3 separate regions of the Mus musculus genome follow, and regions 2 and 3 are each linked to region 1. A link is a contact called in public promoter capture Hi-C data. All regions are on one chromosome and are shown on one strand. The core of a region is the stretch at or near the end of the contact, and the rest is flanking DNA. Distances in the headings are between cores, read along the strand shown. Region 1 holds the start of Erbb3 (erb-b2 receptor tyrosine kinase 3). Region 2 holds the start of Cnpy2 (canopy FGF signaling regulator 2). Region 3 holds the start of Atp5b (ATP synthase, H+ transporting mitochondrial F1 complex, beta subunit).

The links. Promoter capture Hi-C pulls out the DNA fragments that hold promoters and counts their contacts. Capture Hi-C pulls out chosen DNA fragments and counts their contacts.
Region 2: a promoter capture Hi-C map of adipose tissue shows a contact between it and region 1. The contact joins the promoter of Cnpy2 here to the promoter of Erbb3 in region 1. A contact is called at or near these places in 11 of 39 promoter capture datasets (the C10 cell line, the HPC-7 cell line, cranial neural crest and 7 more), 1 of 484 Hi-C or Micro-C datasets (embryonic stem cells), 3 of 115 datasets of contacts at active chromatin or transcription factors (embryonic stem cells, large pre-B cells and pancreatic cancer cells) and 4 of 9 other capture datasets (adipose tissue, embryonic stem cells, macrophages and 1 more).
Region 3: a contact with region 1 is called in a promoter capture Hi-C map of neural stem cells. The contact joins the promoter of Atp5b here to the promoter of Erbb3 in region 1. A contact is called at or near these places in 1 of 39 promoter capture datasets (neural stem cells), 1 of 484 Hi-C or Micro-C datasets (embryonic stem cells), 1 of 115 datasets of contacts at active chromatin or transcription factors (embryonic stem cells) and 1 of 9 other capture datasets (liver).

Annotation. Positions count from the first base shown.
Region 1 is chr10:128,587,178-128,591,638 of GRCm38.p6, reverse strand. It overlaps Erbb3 (erb-b2 receptor tyrosine kinase 3), which reads left to right and starts at 2,004. Exons shown (of 28, transcript NM_010153.2): 1 at 2,004-2,219. The coding sequence starts at 2,138.
Region 2 is chr10:128,319,842-128,323,833 of GRCm38.p6, reverse strand. Cnpy2 (canopy FGF signaling regulator 2) reads right to left here and starts at 1,375. Exons shown (of 6, transcript NM_019953.1): 1 at 1,059-1,375; 2 at 392-504; 3 at 135-250. The coding sequence starts at 479. Pan2 (PAN2 poly(A) specific ribonuclease subunit) reads right to left here. Exons shown (of 26, transcript NM_133992.3): 25 at 3,389-3,586; 26 at 2,476-3,100. The coding sequence ends at 3,069.
Region 3 is chr10:128,080,743-128,085,171 of GRCm38.p6, reverse strand. It overlaps Atp5b (ATP synthase, H+ transporting mitochondrial F1 complex, beta subunit), which reads right to left and starts at 1,865. Exons shown (of 10, transcript NM_016774.3): 1 at 1,719-1,865; 2 at 1,098-1,280; 3 at 701-875; 4 at 1-81. The coding sequence starts at 1,845. Snord59a (a small nucleolar RNA gene) reads right to left here and starts at 1,030; the gene lies at 956-1,030.

The DNA of each region.
Region 1 (4,461 bases), core at 755-3,254:
ACTGAAGAGATAAGGTGATATCCTTAGCCTACATCCTTTTGTGGGTTTGGGTCTGGGTACCAGAGACGGAAGTTGCAGGCTCAGGAATACTAGGCAAACACCCGCCTTACTTCCAGGCTTCTATTTTGAGACAGTGTTTCCCTAAGTTTTTCAGGATGATAAGTTGTTAAAAGTGCTGATCTCCTGCCTCAGCTTACCTCCATTAATTGCTTTTACTAGTGAAACTGTTACATAGGAGGTCCACAAAGGCCAAGAGTGGATAAACACATCCATACATTAGCAAGTTTTTTGTTTGTTTGTTTGTTTGTTTGTTTGTTTTCGAGACAGGGTTTCTCTGTGTAGCCCTGGCTGTCCTGGAACTCACTTTGTAGACCAGGCTGGCCTCAAACTCAGAAATCTGCCTGCCTCTGCCTCCTGAATGCTGGGATTAAAGGCGTGTGCCACCATGCTCGGCTCATTAGCAAGTTTAAAGAATCATTGCAAGAGGGTGAGGTATGGGGGAACCTGAAAAGATGACTCAGTGTTTAAGAGCACTTGTTCTTCCAAAGAACCAGGGTTAGACCCACATGGCAGCCCACAATAATTTGTAACTCCAGTTACGAGGAATTCAACGACTTCTTCTGGCCTCTACAGATACCTAAATGGGTTTGCAGAGAAAGCCTGTTGACTTGAGTTCCATCTCACAACCCCGGTAAAAGTGGAAAGCGATAATCGACTCCCCCAAAGTTGTCTTCCAGCTTCCATACGCATATCATAGCGCGAACGATCATACACACAGGAATGATAACAAATTTTTTTAAAAATTGTAGCAGGAGAGCCGGATATGGTGGCGCACATCTGTACTTGGGAGGTGGAAGCCAACAGTCTCAGCCATATAATATATTCGAGGCCAGCCTGAGCTATATGAACTATATGAGACCTTGTCTCAAAACCAAAAAATAAACAAAAGAGAAGAAAGGAGTGTAGCTGATAGCCTTAGCCTAGGGGGAGGGGACCATAAATTCTCAGGGCAAAATCTTGGAATGCCAATGTAAGGGATGCGAAATGTAAGGAGTTGGGCACCAGGGGGCGCCAGTCGGACCCGTCCGGGACGAAGCAACCCAGGGTCCCGGGGGTCATGTGCGGTGACTTCCCCGCGCCCCTCTTCGCTGTCGCCTCCGGGGTGAGCGTTGCTGTGCCCTTTGGGGTCCGCGGAGGAGAGGCGGGAACCGCGGCCGTCCGGACGGCGCGGTCGGTCCCTCAGAGACAGCTGTTCTCTCGGGAGGCCGTGGGGGGCAGCAGAGGGGACGGCGACAGGTGCGGGAGCCCCTCCCCGGGCAGAAGTGGGAAGGCGGACTCCGGGGTCTGTTCCCAGGCTGGAAACCGCCCCCGCCCCCCAGGCAAATCCCCCCGAGAGGCCGAGCCGGCGCCGGGTCTGCAGGAGGAAGCGGCCGGAGACAGTGCGATTTCACGCAGCCTCCGGGGCTCGGGTTCCCGAGCTGGGTACATGAGTTACGGGGCTTTGCGTCCCGGGGAAACTGAGGTGGCATGAACGCTAGGCTGAAAAACAACCTCCCACTCGAAAAAATAGAAATACTCACACTCCGAAAGAAAAAAAAAATCCCTCAAGTGATCCAACCGGCTAGGGGAGTTGAGTGATTTGGTTAATGGGCGAGGCCAGCTTTCTGGGGGCTGGGCTTCGGAGCGCTCTCCCTACGCGCATTCACTACCTTTCCCCCGCCTGGGGACGTTTGGAATCTTGATCTCCTCTTAACCATCTCCGGGGGAAATTGCTGGAGTGAGACCCCTCCTTGACCCTCTTGGCCAAGCTGTGGGCTGGCGGGGCACGCTTGGGCGGGTGTCTCGGGCTACAACCATCAGGACTCCAGCCTCGCACGGGAGGGGGCGCGGCCGTGACTCACCCCTTTCCCCCTTCACTCCCTCCCTCCCTCCCTTCCTCCCTCCCTCCCAGACAGACACCCTCCCCTGCCGTCCCGCTCCGGACTCCGACTACGGCTCCGGTTGCAGTTTGCAACCTCCGCTGCCGCCGCGGCCACCTAATCGCTGGCTGTTCAGGTGGCTGTCGCCTGGATGTCCTCCTAATCTTGGGGGCCCCGGGCCAGACTCGGCTGGGCTCCCTTCACCCTCCACTGTAATCATGAGTGCGATTGGGACTCTGCAGGTGCTGGGTTTCCTTCTCAGCCTGGCCCGGGGTTCCGAGATGGGCAACTCTCAGGCAGGTAAGCCGCGCGGGAGCCCCAGCAGGCTGGAAGCTGGGGGCGCAATCTGAGCGCTCGCAGACCCTGGGCAAGGAGTTTGGGTTCTGACGCTTTGAACTGGGGGGTGCGGTACAGGGTCTGCTCGGACCACCAAGGAGGGGACCGTGTGCCTCAGTTCTTGGAGTGGGCTGGTCAGGGACTGCATTCCTGTATGCCTACCCTTATTCCCAGGGCGTCGCCGACCCTCTAATTGGTTTTATTCTGATCTGGTTGGTGCCGAACAGTAGTTCACACTTGAGAGTCTTGGGAGGAGGGTGGGCAGGGACCCTTCTGTAAACGTAAGGAGCCTTGGCTTGAAAGGGTCTCCGTTTGCTCTCAGGTTCCCTGGCCCCCACCCCATTCCAGGTTTCAACAACCCCCAGTTTCGTTGTTTTGCCGACAGGGCGGGGCTATGCAAGGGTTTGAAGTTGTTGTTTTCTAATGTTGGAAAAACAAGAATGGCACCTCCTCTTCCGTGAGTGGGGCTGTCCTGAGAAGGCTGAGATTAACCTGAGGGCCAAGTCCAGGTGACATCAGTGAGAGGTCTCACAGAGGCTGACTGCCTGCTTTCCCATAAGATAAACCGGTCCCCAACTTAACCAACTTCTCTTTATCAAGACCCAGGTTAATTCAGTGAACATGTTGGGCATCTATTACATACTATACTATTTCCAGGTTATATACCCTAAGCTGGAGCTCTGGAAGAAAGGACAATCAGACCTCTTTCTCTCTCCAATCTAAGGCCACCTCTCCCACCTTCTGAACATTCTACTCTGTGAACTGGCTCCTAGACCCAACTTCTGCCCTTCCCCCATTCAATGCCATCTGAGCCTGTTCCGTGTCTCTGGGACTATGGACACTTGAAGAGCACTAGAATTGGTATCATTAGAGTCCTGTTGATCTTTCCCCTTTCCCAGATCCCCAGATCTCAGTTTGGGGTTGGCACATTCATTGCCCCTTCCCCAGAGTGGGAGTGGGAGAAACCACCTGTGCTTCCCCCACAGTTGCTGGGCCTAAATTTAGCCCCTGGGATCTTGAGATGTGAACACTCCCAGCTGGTGGAGGGGGTGGTCTGGAGACTGAAGTGGGAGGGGCCAGGGGAGTGACTGGATCACTGTCCCATCTGACTGTGCCCCCACCAACCAGGAACCCAAGAGTCCAAGATTCCCACCACCCTCCTCAAGAGGCAGGGAGCAGGCATGTTTAGTTCTCTATCCTTTATCTCCATCCTGAGCCTCTGGGCATCCGGCCCTGTCTCAAGCCTTGTATAGCCCCTTTGTCCCCTTGTGTGTGTGGCTGGGGCTTCTGAGGGCTGGAGGTTCTTGGTCTGCGCAGTCAATGCTCTCCACAGAGAAAGGTTCTGACTTTGAGCCTTTGCTCCTCTGTGAGTGTGGTCCACCCCACACCCACCCGCAGTTCTCGCTGCTTCCTGTGCGCCCCAAGTTGCCTGGTTCCTCCTGGGTAGTTGTTTATACTCCCGTCCTACCCAGGCCCTTTGCCCCTGTTTGTGAAATGTGGACTTTACCCTAAGGGTGGCAGGTAACCGAGACAGACCTGTAGGGCCTTGCAAAGCACAAGACACAAAGTGTGCAAGGCATTGTGGGCAGGTGGGATGGACTGGACACTTGTAAAACTTCCCAACTCGGGGCCCCAGGGGCAAACAATATATATTTCTGCACCAGAGTAACTGTGTACGTGTTTGTGTGCCAGCATGCACGCACAGGTACACATCATTTCCCTATGCAGATATCTTAGCTCCTCCCCTATCTGAGGAGAAGGGTTGGCACCTTAACTTGGAAGAGGGGTGTCCTGCCAGGAAGGGGACAGGGGTGGGGCACTTCCAGAAATGACTAACCTTCCCAGGCGTTTATTTCACCCCAAGGACCCTGGAGCTCCCAGATTTCTCTAGGAGAGTCTAGCTTGTTTATGCCTCCTTGCTGGAACTGGCCCACTCCTTCCATCATATGAAGAAAGGATAAGGAAGAGGATCTAGAAGAAGGGGTCAGACCAGACATAGATCTAACAGGAGAAGCTGAGGCCTCTGACTCGCTCTCTGCCTCCTGCCCCGCCTCAGGGAAGGGTGGTTAGAACAGGTGGTTGGTGGTGTACCCCTTACCCCCACCCTCCCCACGTGCTCTTACTGCGCCAGAGGAAAGATACTTAGAGCTCCAGGGAGGAAAGTGAAAGCCCAAGAACTGAAATGTACTGTACTGGCCTCTCTTTT
Region 2 (3,992 bases), core at 126-2,625, 270 kb after region 1:
GATCCTTCTGGTCCCGCCTCTGAGGGTTGAGATCATTATCATTACAGGTCGAATGACTTCCTGCTTTCTTCTCTTCGAACAAGTTCATACTCTAAGCCCGAGTGAGCTACTTTATTTGAGGGATAGTAAATTACCTCCACAACTGACTGGCTGCCATCTGGATTGATTCGGAAGGATCCCATCTGAATGGTCTTCTTGGGGTCCACGCGGGCAATTTCCCACTCTAATTCATCCACCAGAGCCCTGCAAGCTGGTGTCAGGGAAGAGAACAGGGAGTGGGGATGGTGAGGGGAATGAGGGTTTTTCTATCCATCCTTGTTCCAAGCTTTGGATCTCATGACTCCCACGGGTCATCTTCCTCCCACTTCTCCACTGGTCTTCGTGCTTTTACCTCCACAGTGTAGATCTTGGCTCCTTCGAGCCCAGGCAGTTCCCAGCAGGACCCCCAAAAGTAGGGCTAGCCAACCCCAGCCTTTCATCTTTAGTGTAACAGGGTCGCTCCACCTGGATTTGTATGAAAATGAAACACAGGTGTGAGGAGAGCGATCCATTTCCCCCATGACCGTCACCCCTCATTCCAAGGCCTTCAGAGGCCTTGGTGTGATTCGGATTGTTTTCCAGGAAAAAACCTCGTTACAAACACCCGAGGGACCGGAGTTCGGGATGGGGGAATAGGGAGTGAGAGCTCGGGACTGGGACTCAGATCCAGAAACTATGTCCTCCACAGGTGAGGGCCTGGGTTTTGATACTTTGAGGACACTGAGGACTCACAGAGCTATGCAGTAGCTTTGAGATGGAGGTTATCGATTACGTGAGAATGACGGGCAGAAAGGAGCTGCCAGCAAGGAACCAGTCAGGCCATGAAGCCAGCGAGCACACTCCATAACCAGGGCCTATGTGGACCTAGCACCAAGGGTTCCGGAATCCCCATCTCTAGAATGTAAGTAGCTCCCGTGCAGACAGACCAGCCCCTTTTGTAAGGACTCCGCCATCGCTTTGCTCGGGTCCATTCCCAACCTCAGTGCGCCCACAGCCTCTGACGCTCGCATCTGTCCCACCTCTGCTCCCACGGCCGCCGCCGTGGCCCAGGCTCTGGAAAGCAGCCGGACTCTCACTTTGTTTTCTGTGGGTCCCAACCCTAGCAGCTGGCTGGGAAAAACGGGGCTGTCCCGGCTTCTCCAGAGCGCTCCGGCTCCCGCCAGGTTCAGGGTGGCCAGTGACCGCCTGGCCCAGCTTCCCGCACTTAACTAGGCACCTAAGCGGAGATCTGAGGGTCCCGTGCGAGCCCCCCACCGAAACTGACCCTAAGCCCGCCCCTCCAAACTCTCGCGCGAGCAGGCAGCTTTAGGAGCGCCTCCGAGGCAGCGAGGACCCCTTGGAAGACTTGAGGACCCAGACTTGCGTGGCGAATTGGTTCACGTGACCAACCAAAGAACAAAGGTAGCCTAGCTTACAGTGAGGACCGAGCGCATGGGGTGCCTGGGGAAATTGCATCAGTCCAGGTGGGCTAGGACTTGCAAACAGATGCAATTAGTAGTGGGAGAGAAGCCTAGGTTTCAATGCACAAAGATTTCATGATACAGCAAACTACATTTCCCAGGAAGCACTGCAGTACCACTCTGCCAGTAGCTACAGGTCTTTTTCTTTCTTAAAAAAAAAACAAACAAACAAACAAAAAAACTAGTTTTTAAAACAACTTCCTTCTTGTACCAAATTAATAAATGATCGTCATTAGGTATGTATTGGGTAATATCATTTTTGGTATTATCTGCCTTTTCAGGCAGGTTCTTGGAGATTTCTCTTAATTTATCCTCTGAGGATGGGGGTGTGGGTTATATTACGGTCAATATTCTTCTTAGCTCTCACGCTGTGAATAGAGCAATTCCTCTCTGAATTTTCGGCACACCGCAGGTACTGTCATGAGTGAAGCAGTGTCTTGCTATGTAGCCCAGGATGCCTTGAACTCAACTCCCCATCGCAGGCTGGTTGGGGACTGTGGTTCTCAACTGCTCCGCTGTTAGGATAACAGGTTGACACCACGCCTTAAGGTCTTGAGATAAACTGGGATTTGTGATCGCTTTATGTATTTAGGGTGCTAGGCAACTACAGCAAAGACCGAACACCGTCCAGGGGAAGAACAATTATGTTCCTCCTGGTGCCCGGCATGGTGGCGCATGCCTTTAATCCCAGCACTTGAGAGGCAGAGGCAGGCGGATTTCTGAGTTCTCGAGGCCAGCCTAGTCTACAAAGTGAGTTCCAGGACAGCCAGGGCTACAGAGAAACCCTGTCTCAAAAAACAAACCAAAAACCAACCAAACAAACAAAAAAACAAAAAAACTATGTTCCTCCTGGATCCATTCATTCTGGGACTCAGAATCTTCATTTCTAGGTGTGGATCTGAAAACACAGTTTTCATTTTCTCATTGTTTGGTGAAGTCAAATCAAAGAAAGAAAGAAGCCAAAGAATCCCACACTAGCGGTTTTCTAATGAGATAAAAATACTTTTATTTTATAAAACATGCTGTTTTAAGCAAAATTTTTAAAAAATAAAACAAAACTCGAGATAGAATGTATGGAAGACAGATACTTCTCAGCTGTGGTCAGGAATGAAGCCAGTAGCTCAGCTTCCTGCACACCGGTTTGATTGGCCCATTGAGACTCTACAAGCTGGTCCACCCAGCCACCGTCTCTCAAGCAGCTAGATGCTGGAGCTGCCTGGGTCTCTGTACCCTGTGACTGTCCAGGACTTCAGTTCTCTAGCAGACTGGGAACTGAGAGTTCTGGTTCTAGAGCTCTTTTGTACAGATATCAGTTGCCCAGGATATTTATTACGAACACCAATCACTCCACCTGGGTCACTTTAGGCTTTGTTTCTGGCCCACTGTTTTGCAGAGGATAAAGGGGGAATCTGGCAGCTAGAACCTTTGCAACAATTTTGCTGCTTTCCAGTTCTATTAATAGCACCATCTGTAGACCCTGAGCAGATCCAGTTCTGGAAGTGGACAGGGTAAAGCCGACTTGAGAAGCCACCTCTCAGTTCTGGGGACAGCACTGAAAGGGAAGGCAGCTCACAGTGCCAGCACTGAGAAGACAGCTGCATCTGTTAGGAGACAGAATCACGGAGACCAGGGTGAGCAGAGGAGGCACCAGGACACTCACTATACAGAAAGAGCATGAGGGAAGTAGGGCAAGGCATGGACATTTCCCTGAGCAAGCGGCTACACCAGTGTCTCTCTCACTGACTATTGGAAACACTGAGTGATGTGTGAACTGTCAGACACTTCAGGAGCAGGTAGGGGTATTATAATCTGAGGTGGTGGTATACAAGCTCGACATATGCCAGCAACACCTACCCAGCCCAGTTTCCCTCGCCTCAGCCCAGCCTTACTCTTGGGACTTGTCTGGCTTTCAGGCTCAGGCACCTTCCAGTCCATCTTTCGGCCCTTCTCATAGAGACCCTTGAGCACCTTGTGGAAGGACTCGGGCTCGGTGCCGTTCTTGCTCAGCTCCAGATACTTCCGGTAGAGTTGAAGGGCTGTGCGGGCATCCTCAATGCTGTCATGGGTCTCACCTTGAATCTTCAGGTCTGGGGTACACCGATACTTAAGGAACTCACAAAGGCGGCAGGCACCCCATCTCTATCCTGGCACCCACAACACTCCCACGCAGTCTCCTAGAAACATCTTTTCTTATTTTATGTTTACTGACTGTTTTGCCTGCGTGGTCTATGTATGGGTGTGCATGGTGACCATGAAGGTCAAAAGATGGTGTCAGATTGCCTGAACTGAGGTTACACACGGTTGTGAGCGGTTGTGAGCTATCATGTTAAGCACTGGGGCTTGATCCTGGGCCCTCTGCAAGAGCAGTGGTAGGTGCTCTAAGCCAACTCGTCAGACCCAGAAAACGTCTTCTTAAATTAGTGATAGATCTAACTAAAACCATTAGCTGAAAAAAATGGTAATTCTAACTTGAGAAATAACTATTCTTTATTC
Region 3 (4,429 bases), core at 616-3,115, 510 kb after region 1:
ACCTTTATCCCAGTCACCAGAATCTCCTGCTCAACACTCATCTCTATGAACTCAGGAGCCTCAGCATGAATAGGAGCAAATCTGTAAGGTTCAGGGAGGAAAGGGTCAGAACCAGGCACCATGCTCAAAAGCCACTGGCCACCACAAACAGTCAAGTCTAATCTTGTTCAAGTTAAGCTGTCACAGAACATCATCTCTCTGCAATAAAAAATATTGTCTCGCCGGGCGTGGTGGCGCACGCCTTTGATCCCAGCACTTGGGAGGCAGAGGCGGGCAGATTTCTGAGTTCGAGGCCAGCCTGGTCTACAGAGTGAGCTCCAGGACAGCCAGGGCTATACAGAGAAACCCTGTCTCGAAAAACCAAAAAAAAAAAGTCTCAAGAACAAATAATCCTCTTTTTTGATATTTTCCTTTTACTGAACTTAATATAACAAAGTTTCTTTATATAACAATAAGAAAATAAAAACCTGTAAATTTTAGAGAATCCATAATGTAACACAGCTTTAAAAAAAGTAACAGGGGGTTCTATGTAGCAAGTTTTCAACAATCCAAACTTCTGTATCTTCATTTTCAATAACTGAATACAACAGAAATGGAAGTAGTACTGTAGGAAAATGTTGCTTTACTACCAGTTATTACCCCATGTGTACAACTGCAAGAAAAGGTTCCCATGTTCACAAATGCAGTGAGAGAAACTTACTGTTTGGTTTTGATAGGACCTCTCTCATCAATAGGTTCTCCAATGACATTCATGATTCTGCCCAAGGTCTCAGGACCAACAGGAATTTTGATTGGTGCCCCTGAATCCAGTACTTTCTGGCCTCTAACCAAGCCTTCAGTGCCATCCATAGCAATAGTTCTGACCGTGCTCTCCCCTGTCAATCAGCATTAACACGTTATAAGCACCAAAACCTAACAGTATGTAATGAAGGGTGATCAAAAGCAAACAGGCCTCCCCTCTCAGCACCTGAGTGTGGCTTCAGCAAACTCAGAAGAACGAAAGTCATTTGGTAAAGTCATCACAGAATGGAGATGGCACGATCTCGTGTTATTTAAGCCTAACAAGCTCTTTCCCACCTCTAAAACGTCCTACTTACCCAAATGCTGGGCCACCTCCAAAACCAGTCTGCTGTCCCTGCCTTGCACTTCCAGGGCATTTAGGATGGGTGGTAATCCCTCATCGAACTGGACGTCCACCACAGCGCCGATGACTGCCACGATTCGCCCGGTGGCAGTGCCTGCCTTCGGGGCCGCAGACGCCTGCGCCGCATAGTCTCTGGCTAGCAGACAAAAAGGTATTGGAAGGCGTTGGTGTTAGGACAGCTTAAGGTCACCCGAATCCCAGATTTATCCCCCGAGGGAAGGTTAGCTGAGCCCAGACTAAGTCTCCTGCAAGATAGGAGGAGGCATGGAGAAGGGCACGCTGCAATCGGGAACCCACCCGCACTGTTTTCCCGACCTCGTGCACAGAACCGCCATTATTCTCGAGTTTGGTATCCCCCTCAAAACCTCAAGGTCGAGGCAGCTGCCGGCCACTCTAGCCTCACAAAATGGGACGCTGCTGGTTATATCAACGCTCCCACGGGCGACTGTCCTTGCACTCCTCGGCTGGACAGTAGTCCGCTGCCCGGGAATCCTTATGGAGAACGGATCCGATAGGCCCAAGCTCAAGGTCACGGGGAGAAGAACCGAACTAGCTCCTCCAGGAAGGCGCTTACCAGGATGAACCCCGGCGGGAGCAGCTCGCAGTAGAAGCTGCGCCTGTGGCAGAGCCGCCGAAGGGCTGAGTCCCCGCAAGGCCCCGGAGGCCGAGGCCGAGGCCACACGCCCCACAAGACTCAACATGGCGGAATCCGGGTGGAGACTGAGCGCCGAAGCGGTCCTCTCCGCCGGTCCTGCAGCTGGGGCGGGGCAACCTCCGCCGTAGGCACAGTAATTGGGTGATTTTGCTGTTCGTCATCACCACTAACGCTTCTATAGGGTAAAAAAACTCGGAGCTTATCAGCTATTGGTCTAAACTGGTGCCAATCTGAAAATTCTCTTTTTTAATTGGAGGAGCCGCCCTCTAAGCCTCGAAACCTAATTGGCCCATGGGAACGTCAGTAGGAGAGGTTTTTGGCGGAACTACGTTGAAATAAAGGGGCGGGGTTCCGTTGAACCTGTGCACTAGGCCGTCTTTGACTGTCCTTGGACCTTGAGTTAGGTGACAGCCGCTAAGGTTGAGTGGCGGCGTCCTGAAAGTCAGGAACCTTCTGTGGCTCCAAAACGTGGGGTTTCCTCGACAGTAGTGAGGGTGGAAGTTTCCAGGCGGCCCAGCAGGTCCGAAACCTGGAGGCTCTTTATCATATAAATCCGTGCAACGAAAGAAACTAAAGCGACCCATCCTTCGACAGACGTTCTGCATCGAGGAGACAAGGTTATTTATTTATAACACTCGAGGGGTAATTTAGAGTCACCTACTTATGTAAAGAATTGCCCTAAGCAGACGTACTGACAGAACCCTGTAATTCCAGAACTTGACAGGTGAAGGCTCAAGATTCCAGGAGCCAACTGAAGCCCCTTGAGACCCTGTCTCAAACACAAAATGAAAGGTCAGAAGTAATAGACCTTTGCTGTGATATGTGTGTGCAGAAATCCGTAAAGTAAAGTAGAAAGGAAGAATACGCTAAGCGAGCCTTTGCCTGAAACCACATTTCTTCGGTTTGGTTGTAGATAAGGCAAAAAAAAAAAAAAAAAAAAAAAAAACGAAATCCGACCCTATAGGGAGATGATGCCAGGTCTCAAAGGACTTTTGAATGAAAGTGGAGGCTGGCCAGAAGTGTGTGTTGCTCTAGGATGGAAAGTCACAGAATCAATGATATCCTTGCCAGCAACAATGGGGATGGGGTGGAGCTCTAACAGGGAAGCCCTTGGTCTTCCTATGAGGATACACAAAGTTGTAGTATTGCACCTTTTTACTTCCTAGCATCCTCCAGTACTTCCCATTTTTCTGCATGATGATGAAAAAAGTTCTCAGTCTGACAGTGGAGAGCTGGCAAAGGCTGTAGCGGGGAACAAAGGAACGCACCCATATCCTCCTCAGCAATTACATGCATGTGTTATTGAAACAGTCTTGCTGTGGTTCAGGCATGCCTTGGACTCAGCCTCCCCATTCTTAAGATAACATCTAATAACCTTGCTAAGTAAGGAAGAGCCCAATGCAGGACAAGATGTTGCACTTCTGTGACACCAGCACTAGAGAGGGGGAGGCAGGAGTTTAAAATCATCCTGGGCTACACAATGAGTTGGAGGCCAGCCTACTGGATAACACTGCGTGGCAATAAGTAAAAAAAAAAATCATAAAATTCAGACAGAAAAGAACCAAAAAGAATGTCAGCATATGATTAGCAAGTAGAAGAAAGAAATATGGGGCTGAAGGGTAATAAGAGGATCGGAGGATGTAATGCAGAGAGTCAAGAGGCTGTCTGGTGAGACGTCTCAGTGGATAAAACCATGCACTGCTCTCACAGAGGACTGGAGCTCAGTTCCCAGTATGCACATTGTGCAGCTGGCAACTGCCTATAATTCCAGGGATCCAACACCATCTCCTGGCCTCTAGAAACACAGCACTCCTGTGCCCTCTGTCCTCACAGGCACCAGGCAAACAATGAATACAGGCAAATCACTGACTTATACAAATCAACATGAATCAAGAATCAGGGTGATAGCCAGGCATGGTAGCACACGCCTTTAATCCTAGCAGATTTCTGAGTTCGAGGCCAGCCTGGTCTACAAAGTGAGTTCCAGGACAGCCAGGGCTATACAGAGAAACCCTGTATAAAACAAAAAGAAAACCAAACAAACAAACAAAAAGAGTCAGGGTGATAGCCAGGCAGCGGTGGTGCACGCCTGTAATCCCAGCACTTGAGAGGCAGAGGCAGGTGGATTTCTGAGTTTGAGGCCAGCTTGGTCTACAAAATGAGTTCCAGGACAGCTAGGACTATACAGAGAAACCCTGTCTCAAAACAAAACAAACAAACAAACAAACAAAAAAACAAAACAACAACAACCCAAACCAAACAAAACCAAACAAAACAAAAAAATCTCAAAACAACAACAACAATAAACCAACAAAACAAAATTAAAAAACAAGCCAGGCGTGATGTTGCATGCCTTTAATCTCAGCACTCGAGAGGCAGAGGCAGGCAGATTTCTGAGTTCGAGGCCAGCCTGGTCTACAAAGTGAGTTCCAGGAGAGCCAGGGCTATACAGAGAAACCCTGTCTCGAAAAACAAGAAAAACAAAAACAAACAAACAAAGTGTTGTGCTGGAATGCAGAGGATGGTTTCTGGTCATCTTCAGTCACTCTCCACCTTGTTTCTTTTCTTTTAAACATTTATTTATTATGTATACAGCATTCTGCCTTCATGTATCCTGCAGGCCAGAAGAG